Linked DNA regions of Mus musculus: region 1 is linked to region 2. Evidence: chromatin contacts called from public promoter capture Hi-C data. All regions are on one chromosome and are shown on one strand. Each heading gives the region's core, a stretch centred on a gene start, on an enhancer-like site or on the middle of the called end of the contact. The rest is flanking DNA. Distances are from core to core; before and after follow the strand shown. Region 1 has its middle 9.9 kb from the start of Tnni1. Region 2 overlaps Ipo9 (importin 9).

Region 1 (5,810 bases), core at 959-3,458, 370 kb after region 2:
TTTGGGGCCAGCCTGTGCTACAAACAGGATCTTCCCCTTTCCCAAAAATGCTAAAACAAACAAACAAACAAACAAACAAACAGCATTCAGCAATGTGTCATGGGGTCTCTTTCTTGCCTGTTTATTTCTGCTGTGTGAGAAAGTGACATGAAGCTCCTTGTCAGATATCAGCACCTGATCTTGGAGTTCTCTGACTCTAGAACAGGGAACCAATAGGTCTTTATAGATTATAGATTCCCCCATCCTGGGCATTCTGTTTCAGCCATTCATGACGGACTAGATGATGATGATGATGATAGCGATGGTGGTGGTGGTGGTAGTTGTCTCACCTTGGCCTCTAATTCTTTCATCATCCAACTCCCCCCCTTTTGTTTTATGTGAGATATCACACCATGTCACCCTGGCTCATAACCCTCTAATGGGTGCCATATAAATGCATGAAGGTTGGGCTCCCTAGCACCTGTTGTCACCTGTATGTCCCCTCTCAGCTGCATTGTCTGGTACCCAGACTAGCCTTTCATATCGAAGTGAGAACAGGACTTGGAGTCTCCTCACTCTGCCCTTTGTCATGCTCCTCTCTCTGCTCTTGGGTCTCCAGAGCCTTCTTTCTGGTTACCTGACAAGCTCTTGTACTTCCTGTGTAACGCAGCTTGGGGGGTGTTCCCTCTCCGAGACAATTAATTACCTGCCCTACCCCACACCCCCACTCTGCTGTAGATCAAATCTAGGGCCTTGCACATGCTAGGCCAGTGTGAGTCACTGAGCGCTAACTCAAGAAACTTCTCTTGAGACAAAGTTTCCTTGTGTAGCCCAGGCTAGCCTGGAGCTTGAGATTCCCCCTGCTTCCTGAGTTCTGGGATTACAGAACTGTGCTATTGTGCCTGGCCTTGTTTTCCTTCCTCCCTAGACAGGAAGACACAGCTGTTATGACACATATCACAAATGTCCGGAGGAAACGTTTAGATTTGTGTGGCAACAAAAGTAAGTTTAGATTTTGGTATGAATCTCAGAGAAATCACGCAAGTCAAGCTCTGGAAGGGGTAGGAGATGTGTTTCAGTGTGGGCTGCACCCCTGGATGATTCTGAGGTGATTATATTAGGAAGTGGAAGTGTTGGGGGGAGAGAAATGTCATTTTGTCGCAGGGTATGAAACTCTGGGCTTCTTGGACTCCGCTAGTCACCTTGAAACCTCTATAATATATTGAAAGTAATATAATATTGTAATATAACATTGAAGTATATATATTTCAATAGTGTAATCAGCTGCATAAATTTTCCTCAGCCAACCTTGGCTCTCCTGATTAAGAACAGGTCCACCTTCTTCCTGCTCCACACTGCCCTCTAGTGGCAACTAGAGGTCTAGGGGTCCTTCGTGTTTTCCCAGAAGCCTCTTGGCTGTGTCCAGAGGAGAACAGGGTGTGTGTGTGTGTGTGTGTGTGTGTGTGTGTGTGTGTGTGTGTGTGTGTGTGTGTGTTCCAGTATGCTCCAAACACAGTCTCTCTAAGTTTTTGGAGACATCTGTGCACACAATACTGTGTTCTTTTCTTCGTGCAGCCTTGATGCCTCTGCGCCTTCTGGAATTGGTGTAAGAAATTATGGCTCTCAAAAATGTGGTGCATGGCTGGGTGGTGGTGGCGGCAGTGGCAGCAGCAGCGGCAGCAGCAGTGGCAGTGGCAGCGGTGGTACACTCCTCTAATCCCAGCACTCAAGAGGCAGAGGCAAGCAGAGATCTCTGTGAGTTCAAGGCCAACTTGTCTATGGAGCAAGTTCCAGGACAGCCAGGGCTGTTGTTACACAGAGAAATCCTGTCTTGAAAGCTAAATTAAAATAATAATAATAATGTGGTGCTGAATGGTTATGGGTTTCAGAAGTTTCCAAAGGAATCTCTACCTTCTCTCTGAGAAGTTATGAGCAGCACCGCCACTTAGAGCCTGCAGAGAACTCTGGGGAAGCCAAGGAAACCCTCAGTTTAAGAAAGACAGACAGACATTCAGAAAGATAGACACTCTCGTGGCTGCACTGGGGTTACAGTGGATCCATCCAGGGGCTGCATTTGCGGCTCTCCCATCCTTCCCTGGTATTGATCCAGAGGACCTCATTGGGAACAAGGAATGCATGCGGAACTCGAAGAGAGGGATGGGTAGGGGCTGAGAACGGAAACACGCCTGCCTGCTTATCACCTGGGTGGGGCAGAGGGAGGAGGAGGGAGCGGCGTGGGAGATGGAACAGTCAGAGCGTGGCCAGTTACTCGGGCGTTTCCATATATAAATCACTCACAGACAGACACACAGAGTCCTTCATTGCTCCCTCTGGCGGCAAGCAGAGCTTCATCTCTTTCTCCAGGAACCTCAGCTCCTAGATGCACTCAGAGAACCAAAACAAAGTCAAAACAACAACAACAACAACAACAGCATGTTCCCACAGACACTTCATTTGGTAATTTGGGGTTTCTCACTAAACCACAAGATCCTCAGAGCTCACTAGCAATGGGCAAGCCTATTCTGAAGTAACTTGCATGGAAGACAATTCCTTGGGACTCAGCAGGTAAAAATGCTTGTAGACAACCTGGCTACCTGAGTTCAATCTCTAGGACCCATGTGGTGGAGGGAGACAATCAACTCTTATAAGCTGTCCTCTGACCTACACACACACACACACACCACCACCACCACCACCACCACCACCACCACCACCACCATCACCACACACACACACACACACACACACACACACACACACACACACACACACACCACCACCACCACCACCACCACCACCACCACACACACACACACACACACACACACACACACACACTAATACACACACTAAATAAATCAGTAAAGTTCTGAAATGACTTGGTTGAATTTTATTAATGACTGACACTTTTCAGGACTAAAATTTGCACTTAATTTTTTGATTATCGTGTATTTATCTATTTATCTGTCTATCTACACGTTCCTGATTCCTAATTAAGAAAAACCAGTGTTTTCCTCAGTGAGTGTTGGTGGGGAAAGGCTCCCAACCACAGGTAGGGGCAGCTCCTAGCTCGCTTTCGTTCCACAGCCTTGATTCAAGCTAGGGCACTGGTGGTTTTCTTCATGGTTGCGCCGGTACCTTCTACGCAAATGTCAGCATAGTCTAAATGGTCAACCATACAGACCAGGTCCTAACAGTCTACACTGTGAGAAACACTACTTTATATTCTTCCACAGGATGACCTTGAGGAGGAAGAAATTGTCTCAAAAAGGCCAACACCAGCTCCATGGTTAGCATTTATGCTAGGAGAATTAATTATGCTCTCCAGCTTTATCTCCGTCCTATTGTGATCTCTCTGGCTACCCTTCGGCCTGCAAAACTGCGCCCCCTGGTGGACAGCATTTGTGATTAGGGCTTTGGGTTACCAGTTCTGTAGCTGAGTCTCAGACAAAGATAGAGGAGGTGGTAAAGACGCAGTTTGGGAGAGAGGGTCTGTGTTGAGAAGGAGATGAAGGAGGGTCCTCCTCTCTCTTCTACAGCAAGAAGTGTAGCAGCCGTCTCTGCATGGAAAGAGTGGGAGCCCAGGGAAAGCCACCTTCAAAAGGAGTTTGGAAAACATTATTCTTCCTGACTGGAGTCCTGAAGGAACCTCATTAGGCCTGCTGACCAAACGAGTACCTCCCTGGTCAGTCGCCTGCCGCTTAAGTCATTTGCTTAAAACAGGAATGTGTGGCTGAGCAGAGAGGAAAGGCACTGAGTTTGGAGGGGAATGGAGAGGGAGTTGGTGCAGGCAGGGCCTGAGTGGCCAGCATACTCACAAGCCCTTAGATTGTATTAGTGCCTGCTTCCCTGGCACCTGGACCTAGCCTGGCATGGGGCAGAGAGGGAGTGGTCATTGTTTAGGATCTAAGCCTGATAACAACAAAGGCCCAGGTCCCCAGCTCTTGTGTCTTTGTCTGTGTGAGCACATTGTTGGATGTTATCTCCTATGCCAAGGTCGAGCAGGATTGGGGATGCTCCTCCCTCTGGTACCAAAAGCCTGGACAAGACAGATTCCTAGCCAGCCTTCTCTCTGAGCTTTGAGCCCCTGACCTGCCTTTAGGACTCCCCAGGAAAAGCACAGATCCCTTCTGAGCTGGGAAGGGACTCCCTGCTCTGTGTCTGCTCAAGAGGGCAACCTGTCAGTGCTGGCTGTATGTCCATTTACTCAAGGAGTGAGCCTTTGTTGAGCACCTACTATGTGTGTTCCTGAGGGGAGAGGAAACAAAAGGATGGAGACTGGGGTCTGCACTCTAGTTCCTCCTCGAGAAGGACATGAACGATGTCAGCGTTGGGGTGAAGTGTGGGAAAGAGGGGCATGAAGGGGGTGGTAGGGCTAGGAGCAGGGGCACCTAACATAATCAGGGGTGGCTGGGCAGTGAGGCTTGGAGGAAGTCTGGAGGGAAGGACGCCCTGACAGTAGTGTCAAAGCCTGTGGCGGGTGTCGAGGGAGCAGGAAGCCAAGAAAGCCATGAGGTGTGTGAACCAACTCCATAGCATCATCAGATCCTTTCAGGAGCTGGAGAGGCTCTAGCTGCAGCCAGGAGAGCAATGAGGAGGCTGTGGCGATGATGCTGGCTACGGCCAAAGCAGAACTGGTGCTATGGTCTATGCAGACCAGAGAACTCAAGGTGGGGCAAGGCAGACACTAGGGCTCAATTGACTTTCAAGAGTGGCCCACGGTGGTGGTGGCTGTACCTTCTTGTGACCCCGAGGACAGAGGGACAGACACAGGACTCAGATTGAAACTAGCAGGTGAAGAATGCGTTCGAATGCCCGAGTGAGGGTATTGGCCATGGCAGGCCTCAGACAGGAATTCAGGCGGCACACTGAGACAGACTGTTGGGAGTATGGAGTTTATTAATGCCTTGGACAGACAGACAGACAGACAACAGTATGGCAGGGCCCTTAAGAGTCCAGACTCCAGCACTGGGGATAGATAGCATAGTTTAATCTTGGAAGAGAGGAGATCAGAGCCCTTGTAGTGAAAGTGGGTGTCTCTACTTATACTATACTAAGATGAAGTGATGGCTCAGGGCATTGTGATACAGCTTGGCTGCCTGGCTCTCTGACTGCCAGGCTGGAGGCAGGGAAGGGCAGCAGGATGTGTGGCCACCAATACTCGCTTTGGTATAAACTCACTTCCCTGGGTAAAAAATCTAGCTGGCACCAGGAAGTCTGCCAGCTAGAGATTCACAGGCTGCCCCCCAGTGTCTACCTGTCACATCTAAGAGGATATGAACAGGGGAGGGGTTGCTGCAGGTAACGACAGACTGAGCAGCAGCTGGATTCTAACATTAAGTTCTTTCTTAATTTATTAGAGTTTTCTTTCTTTTTTCAAAGAATTGTATCTATTTTTAATTCACACACACACACACACACACACACACACACATACGCACACTGTTCATTTAGATATATGTTCATTTATAGCGGTTCCTCTGTGTAGTCCTGGAGCTCACTCTATAGAGCAGGCTGACCTTGAACTCAGAGATCTGCCTGCCTCTGCCTCCCTAGTTCTGGGATCAAAGGTGTGTGCCACTTTACCAGGCTCTGCAATGTCAGGAGGCTCCCTTCTCCTACGGCCTCCTCCTCTTTGCTTCTAAACAGGGACTCTATCCCCAGTACCTTGCTCTCAGCTTCCTAGCCCCAGGACAAAGCCCCACCTGGTAACAAAAGGGACACTCCAGGACTGCTCCGTTGGGGAGGAGGAATGTGAAAGCAGTCCAGAAGGAGGTCAGAAGCCCCAGGGCTGGGCCCCTCTGGAGGTCTGGGCGTGGCTTTTCTGGGCT
Region 2 (6,067 bases), core at 154-2,653:
TCCTAGCCTGCTTCCTGAACGCCAGGATCAAATGCATGTACAACTCTACAGCCTGAACAAAATAAAACAAAACCAAAATTGATTATACATGGGAATATTTGACATATGACAGGTTAAATAAGTATAGTATTTAACTCATTAGCTAATTTTTAATTAATTAAATCATTTTTTATTAATTAATTTTCTAGACTAGGTCTCAGCATGTAGCTCTGGCTGGCCTGGAACTCATGAAGTAAATCAGGCTAACCTCTGCCTCCAGTGTTTAGTGCTGGGACTAAAGATGTGTACCACCATGACCAGTCAGTATTAAAGCTACTACTTAGATTTATCTCTAGGTGTATTCATCTGAATGAATGTATGCCACCACATGTATACAAGTACCAGTAGGAGAAGGAAGAAGGCATCAGACCGTAAGATTCCTGAAGCTAGAGTTACAGGCAATTGTGTCTCCCAACATGAGTGCTGGAAACAAACTTAGATGGGGTTCTGGAAGGGCAGCAGGTGCTCTTAACCACTGTGCTATCTCTAGCCTTTTAGCATTAAAATTATCTCTACCTATTTCTTTTTTAAAAACCTATGGCTGGCAGGAAATTTAAAATTCTATGTCACCCAAACCACCTCTCTACACACACTAATGCCTCTACACACACTAATGCCTCTACACACACTAATGCCTCTGCCCCTCTAAACAAAGCAAACAACCCAGTTGGGTCTCTAGACTTAGGCACGTTTCAGTTCAAATCTTGAAGCCACCACACCTGTCCTTAGGTAAGCTATTTATCCTTTAAATCCAAAGAAAGAATGGTGGTGTCAATATAACAAACGATCCTATGGGAATTGATTTAACACACACATGTGGTTAGCCCAAGTCTCTCACACTGTAAAGACGGCACAATTTTGTTACTTATTTTTATTGCCCACCATTGTGTAGGGCTAAAGGGAACTCATCGTGTTTCTTCTAGTAGTTCTAGGGCTTTGCTTTCTTACATTTAGGCTTTTAGTCACTGAGGATTGTTTTTCTGTATGGTACAAATGGTTATGCAGCTGTCCCAGCTCCACTAAAAAAGTCCCATCTAGCCAGGTGTGTGGTGGCTCACACCTTTAACCCCAGCATGGAGGCAGAGGCAAGTGGGTCTCTGAGTTCAAGGCAAACCTGGTCTACAGAGGGAGTTCCAGGATAGCCAGGCTACACAGAGAGACTATCTTTATGTCCTCTCCTTTTCACATACTGTCTTTAGTGAAACAGGGTCTTACTGTAGCCAAGGCTGGCCTCCAATTGGCAACAATTCTCCTGCCTTGGTCTCTTAAGAGCTGGGATCACAAGCTACCAAGCCCAGATCGTTTGTTTCTTTTTCTTTTGGACAGTATCTAACTGTGTAGTTCACGGTAGCCTTGAACTCAAGATTCTCTTGCCAGCTTCTTACCAGCTAAGACTACAAGCATGGAGCATCGAGCCAGCAGTGTTCTTACATTTTGACTCTGACCTATCACATAATGCCAGATGCAATCTTCCACTTGCAAACTCATGCCGGTATACACAAACTGCACCAGATTTTGAAATATATCAGACTTGCAGAGCAGGGACAGACGCTCTTGTTTTACCCGGTTTCCATAGGTCCTTGTATAGGATTTTTAGACTTTTTGTCCTATAACTAAACTGCCTTTCTAGTTGTGTGTCTGTACTACAGTGTAATTATAGAAACTTTATGCAATGTTTACATGTCTGTAGAGCTTGTCCCTCCTGGGAGGCTTTCTTTTCAATGTTATTAGTTACTCTTCACTCCCTGCTTTTCCATACAACCCTTAGAATCAACCTGTCTAAGTTTATCTGTGATGTCCTATTTGAGCTAATTACGGTGTCTTTCCAGTTTGTTCACATGTAATGCAGACTGGAGAGATGGCTCAGCCATTAAGAGCACTTACTGCTTGCTCTTCCAGAGGACCCAGCTTTGGTTCCCAGCACCCACATGGCAGCTCACAACCTGCTTTAACTCTAGTCTTAGGGATCCAGTGCCCTTTTCTGGCTTCTGAGGGCACTGTATGCACACAGTGTACAGCCATACACGCAGGCAAAACACCCAAGACACACAGAGAAAACCCACAGTATCATCTAAAGCAGTGACTCTCTCACATTATCCTGTAACAGATTCTTCGGTTTGTGTTTGTTTTACTCCAAATTACAACATCTTTTTTCTCTGTGTAACAAACCCTGGCTGTCCTGAACTCACTTTATATAGACCAGGCTGGCCTCAAACTCTAGAGATCCACCTGCCTCTGACTCCTATGTGCTGAGATTAAAGGTGTGCTCCACCACCACCTGGCTCAATGCCTTTATTTTAAATGGCACTTTAAAATTAATTTATTTCTTGCAACAGGAGGGATGGAAGCTGGGGCTTCGTGCTCGGCAAGCATTCTGCTGCTGAGTTAGCCTCCAGCCTCTCTAAGCTGAAGTTCTTGGTCCTTTTCTATCGCTCCTATTCTGTCACTCATGAAGAATGAGGCTGTCTATAAAACCATGATAAAATGGGCTTTCCTTTTAATACATGAATTAAATGCTTAAATCACAAACACTTAAAACCTTCAGAGTCATCTCTATGGATACTGAAATTCAATCTGATTCATATGATTATTTTGGTTAGTTCAGATTCTAGGTAAATATAAAAAGCCCTCTTCTTGCAATAGAAGAAACAGGTGTGCAAACCCAGCCATGTATGAGTCAGCTTTTAGCATGGGCTCTATCAAACACACAAACACACATAGGTCTATTTACCATCAAGAAGACCCTTGTTTTAGTTTGTTTTTGAGATGGGGATCTCACTATTTCTCACTCTGTAGACCAGGCTGGCCTCCAACTCAAGAAATCTTTGCCTCCAGTAGTGCTAGGATTGAAGGTGTGCACCACTACGCCCAATGTATTAAGACCTCTTAAACACTAATGTTTAGGTTTAATTTAATGCGAACCATCTCACCAGAACAAGGTAAAAATCCATTTTTAAAAGAACAGGTAGTTCAGCCAGCTAAAGCACTGGCACTAAGTCTGATTCCTGAACGTGATCCCTGGAGTCCACATGGTTAAAGGAGAGCCAATCCCAACAAGTTCTCTTCTGATCTCCATATACAAGCCACCGCACAACCCATCTCCATAAATACATAAATCTATCAATCAATCAATAAGAAGGAATACTTCTAGTAAAGGCACCCACACTTGCAATTCAAATAGTTAGTGTGGTAACAGACATTAACCTCATGCCTTGAACTTGGCATGAAACTGTCTTGGTCTCCCTGGACATGGTAATCGGTTCTAGTGTGCCTCATGCGACTTCCTTCATCAGAGTGACCTACAACATATTCATAAACTACTTGAAACACATAGAACTTTCTTTTATAGTGCTATTTACATAACATTTATGTGTGTTTTAAAAGTTCCTGGAATAAGCTTAATTTTTGTATCATTCCTGTAGGTCCCGTAGGGACAAACTAGAATGAGGCAAAAATAAGCAAAATAGTCAATCATACAGCATGAAAAGATACTGAGGAATATCAGTTTTTGAGAAGGTTTTGAAATTTGAGTTTAAACTCTAAAGCGTGAGTAAATTTGAATGACCATCTTTGCAATGAGGACACTGCTGTTCGTGGCTCTAGGGTGACAGAGGACTAAGGAAGGAAAAGGAGCCACATGCATGTCTCTCATCACCAGTCCACCCAGGCGCCAAGCAGAAGATTGGAACACTGCACACAGATCCGGGACAGCTGACTGGAGACTGTAAAGGCTACTTTCCAGAGAGAAGCTTGCTCCCATGAAAGGTTTTTCAGTGTCTGAGCCAGGAGGAAGCAGCCTTCTAGTGAGGGTCACATCGCCGGGAGCTTCTCTGCCACGGTCCTAGGGAAACTGTGTCTGGTAACCTAGGAAAGACACACCTCACACTCCACTCAGCAGCGAGACAGTAGAGGATGCCCAGAACAGAGATTAGCCTAAGGTTAGATCTATATGGAGGGCCTTAGAGCAAGTCAGCCAAGAGTTTCCACTACACATATCTTAAGATGAGTTTTCTACAAAAGTTTATTTCTTTCACCTAAGAGAGGAGGTTGAAAGTTCAACTAGTACAAATGCCTGTTTAAGAGTCTCCTGGGCAAGATGACTTGCAGACTAACTTGGCTAACTAAGACAAGATTTAAAACAGAATGGACAGGACACATTCTCTTCTCTAAGTTCCCAGAATTTTTAAACCAGTAAGCTTCACATTTTAAAGACAAAAAACAAAAACAAAAACAAAAAAAGCCACCCTAATTTGCAGGAGGCAACAGTGGGGTATGAAAAAGGACATTTCTGCCTAAATTGTACAGCTCTGAGAAAAGTATCATACCAAAAACTGTAACTTACACAAAAGTTGATGAAGGACTGTTTCCAATGACAATGATGGTATGGTACTGATAATGAGGTCTGCTGTAAGATTAATGCAGAGAATGAAAGACTTTGAAGTTGACAGTGTGATCAAAAGAGCAAACAAACAAACAGCTGTTGAGTTCCCTGCTTGGCGGAACCACGATCAACACAGGTTGTTTCTTCACAAAGCTGACTTCTGTCTGAGGGCAGAGAACCCCATCTAAAATAGCATGGAACCTCATTTGAAGCCTTGTACTGACAGAATCTATACAGTAACTTTGGGGGGAAAAAGCCAACTATCTGTTCAAAAAAGAAACATTTTAATGAAAGCAGAGAAAGCACAAGAGACATGTACACTGGACTTTTGCCTGGAAGAGACTAATTCAGGTTAAATGAAGATTCAATCTAAGACACTGAACCAAAGAGCATTGCTGTGAGAGCTATAGGAAGTCCTAGAGCCATTCTGTCAGGGACCACATTTCCCCTTAGCTCCCATTGCCAAGGTGAAACAGGAAGAGCCTTCTTTGGTTAATTGAAATTTTTTTCACCTGCCTTTACCGGGTGCCTCCACTTCAGACAGACATCCTCTGAGCTTTCTAAGGAACCCTTTGCCTTCTCTTTACTTTCTAGTCTCATTTTCAATGTTAGACTCATTTTCTAGTCTTTTGGGTGTTTGTTCTCCCTTTCTGGTGATCTTGGCCCTACTTTCTCTTACCCTATTTGGCAACAAATATCTGTGGCAACAAAGACTTTGGCTTAGAAGGAAAAATGTAAAAGAGGGCAGGGAGGACAAAGGAGAATTTAAGAAATGCACACCACTGCTCTCAAAGGTCTAGGAGAGAGACTGAAGATCTGCCAGTGTCTTCATAGCCAACTTCAACTGAACAGAGAACATCTGTAGGAAAGTTTTAAGCAGCACTCTGGAGAAGCCCCCTATCTCTCACGGGGATAGGTAACCACCACAAAACCATAGCTTAAAGGGAAAAGAAAACTCTACCACTGGCCTTTTTCCGAGCGTGGCCGCCTTCCGCTCGGTTCAGTGCCCGCCACATGCCCAGGAGTGCGTCTGGATCCTTGCGGGGTGCCCTTCGCAGGTGGACAGTGCTTATGCTATACTGTAAGAAAGCCAGAAAAGTGCCCATGAGAACCAGAAAGCATTTCCAGCCAGCAGGATCATCTCTCTAGGCATCTAAGGTGGGAAAATCATCATATATAACTGAGTAGCATCGGAATGCCAGGGAATTATCCACATCCTCTGGTCAATGCAATGGCGGGAGATGAAAAGGAAGCATGGATTCTGTGGAGCAAGGGCAGAAAAGACTGGGCTGGGACTACAGCTCAGTGGTAGAATGCGTGCCTGGCTAGAATGCATAAGGCCCTGGGTTCAACCCTAAGCATAGAAGAAAAAAGGAAGAAAAGAAAAGAAAAAGAAAAAAGACAAAAAACGTAGTTAAGGGCAAATGATGTGTGTGAGTGGAGGTATGCATGTATTCATTTCTAACAAATAAAAATAAGTAGCAAGAGGAAAAAAAGACAGGTCTAAACCTAGTTATTTTTACAAAACTGTCAGCTCTGCTAGCTAGAGAACACAGGACCGCACATGGAAGGTACGCATTCGAGCACTTAGGGTTCTTCTTGAAGCAAAGTAGGGAACTGAAAGAGGAAAGAAGCAAAGCATCAACA

The links. Capture Hi-C pulls out chosen DNA fragments and counts their contacts.
Region 1: a contact with region 2 is called in a promoter capture Hi-C map of adipose tissue. The contact joins two enhancer-like sites. A contact is called at or near these places in 1 of 115 datasets of contacts at active chromatin or transcription factors (bone marrow-derived macrophages) and 1 of 9 other capture datasets (adipose tissue).

The regions. Positions count from the first base shown.
Region 1 is chr1:135,786,648-135,792,457 of GRCm38.p6, forward strand. It overlaps a transcript of Tnni1 not described here. Among named protein-coding and RNA genes, the nearest start is that of Tnni1, 9.9 kb to the right of the region's middle. Within about 2 kb of position 2,209, at least 26 of the 459 cell types and tissues checked have an H3K27ac peak or open chromatin away from gene starts, as enhancers often do. A contact at or near this core is called in adipose tissue, where this site is marked.
Region 2 is chr1:135,421,543-135,427,609 of GRCm38.p6, forward strand. The region is part of intron 1 of Ipo9 (importin 9); the gene reads right to left. Among named protein-coding and RNA genes, the nearest start is that of Ipo9, 5.9 kb to the right of the region's middle. Within about 2 kb of position 1,404, at least 8 of the 459 cell types and tissues checked have an H3K27ac peak or open chromatin away from gene starts, as enhancers often do. A contact at or near this core is called in adipose tissue, where this site is marked.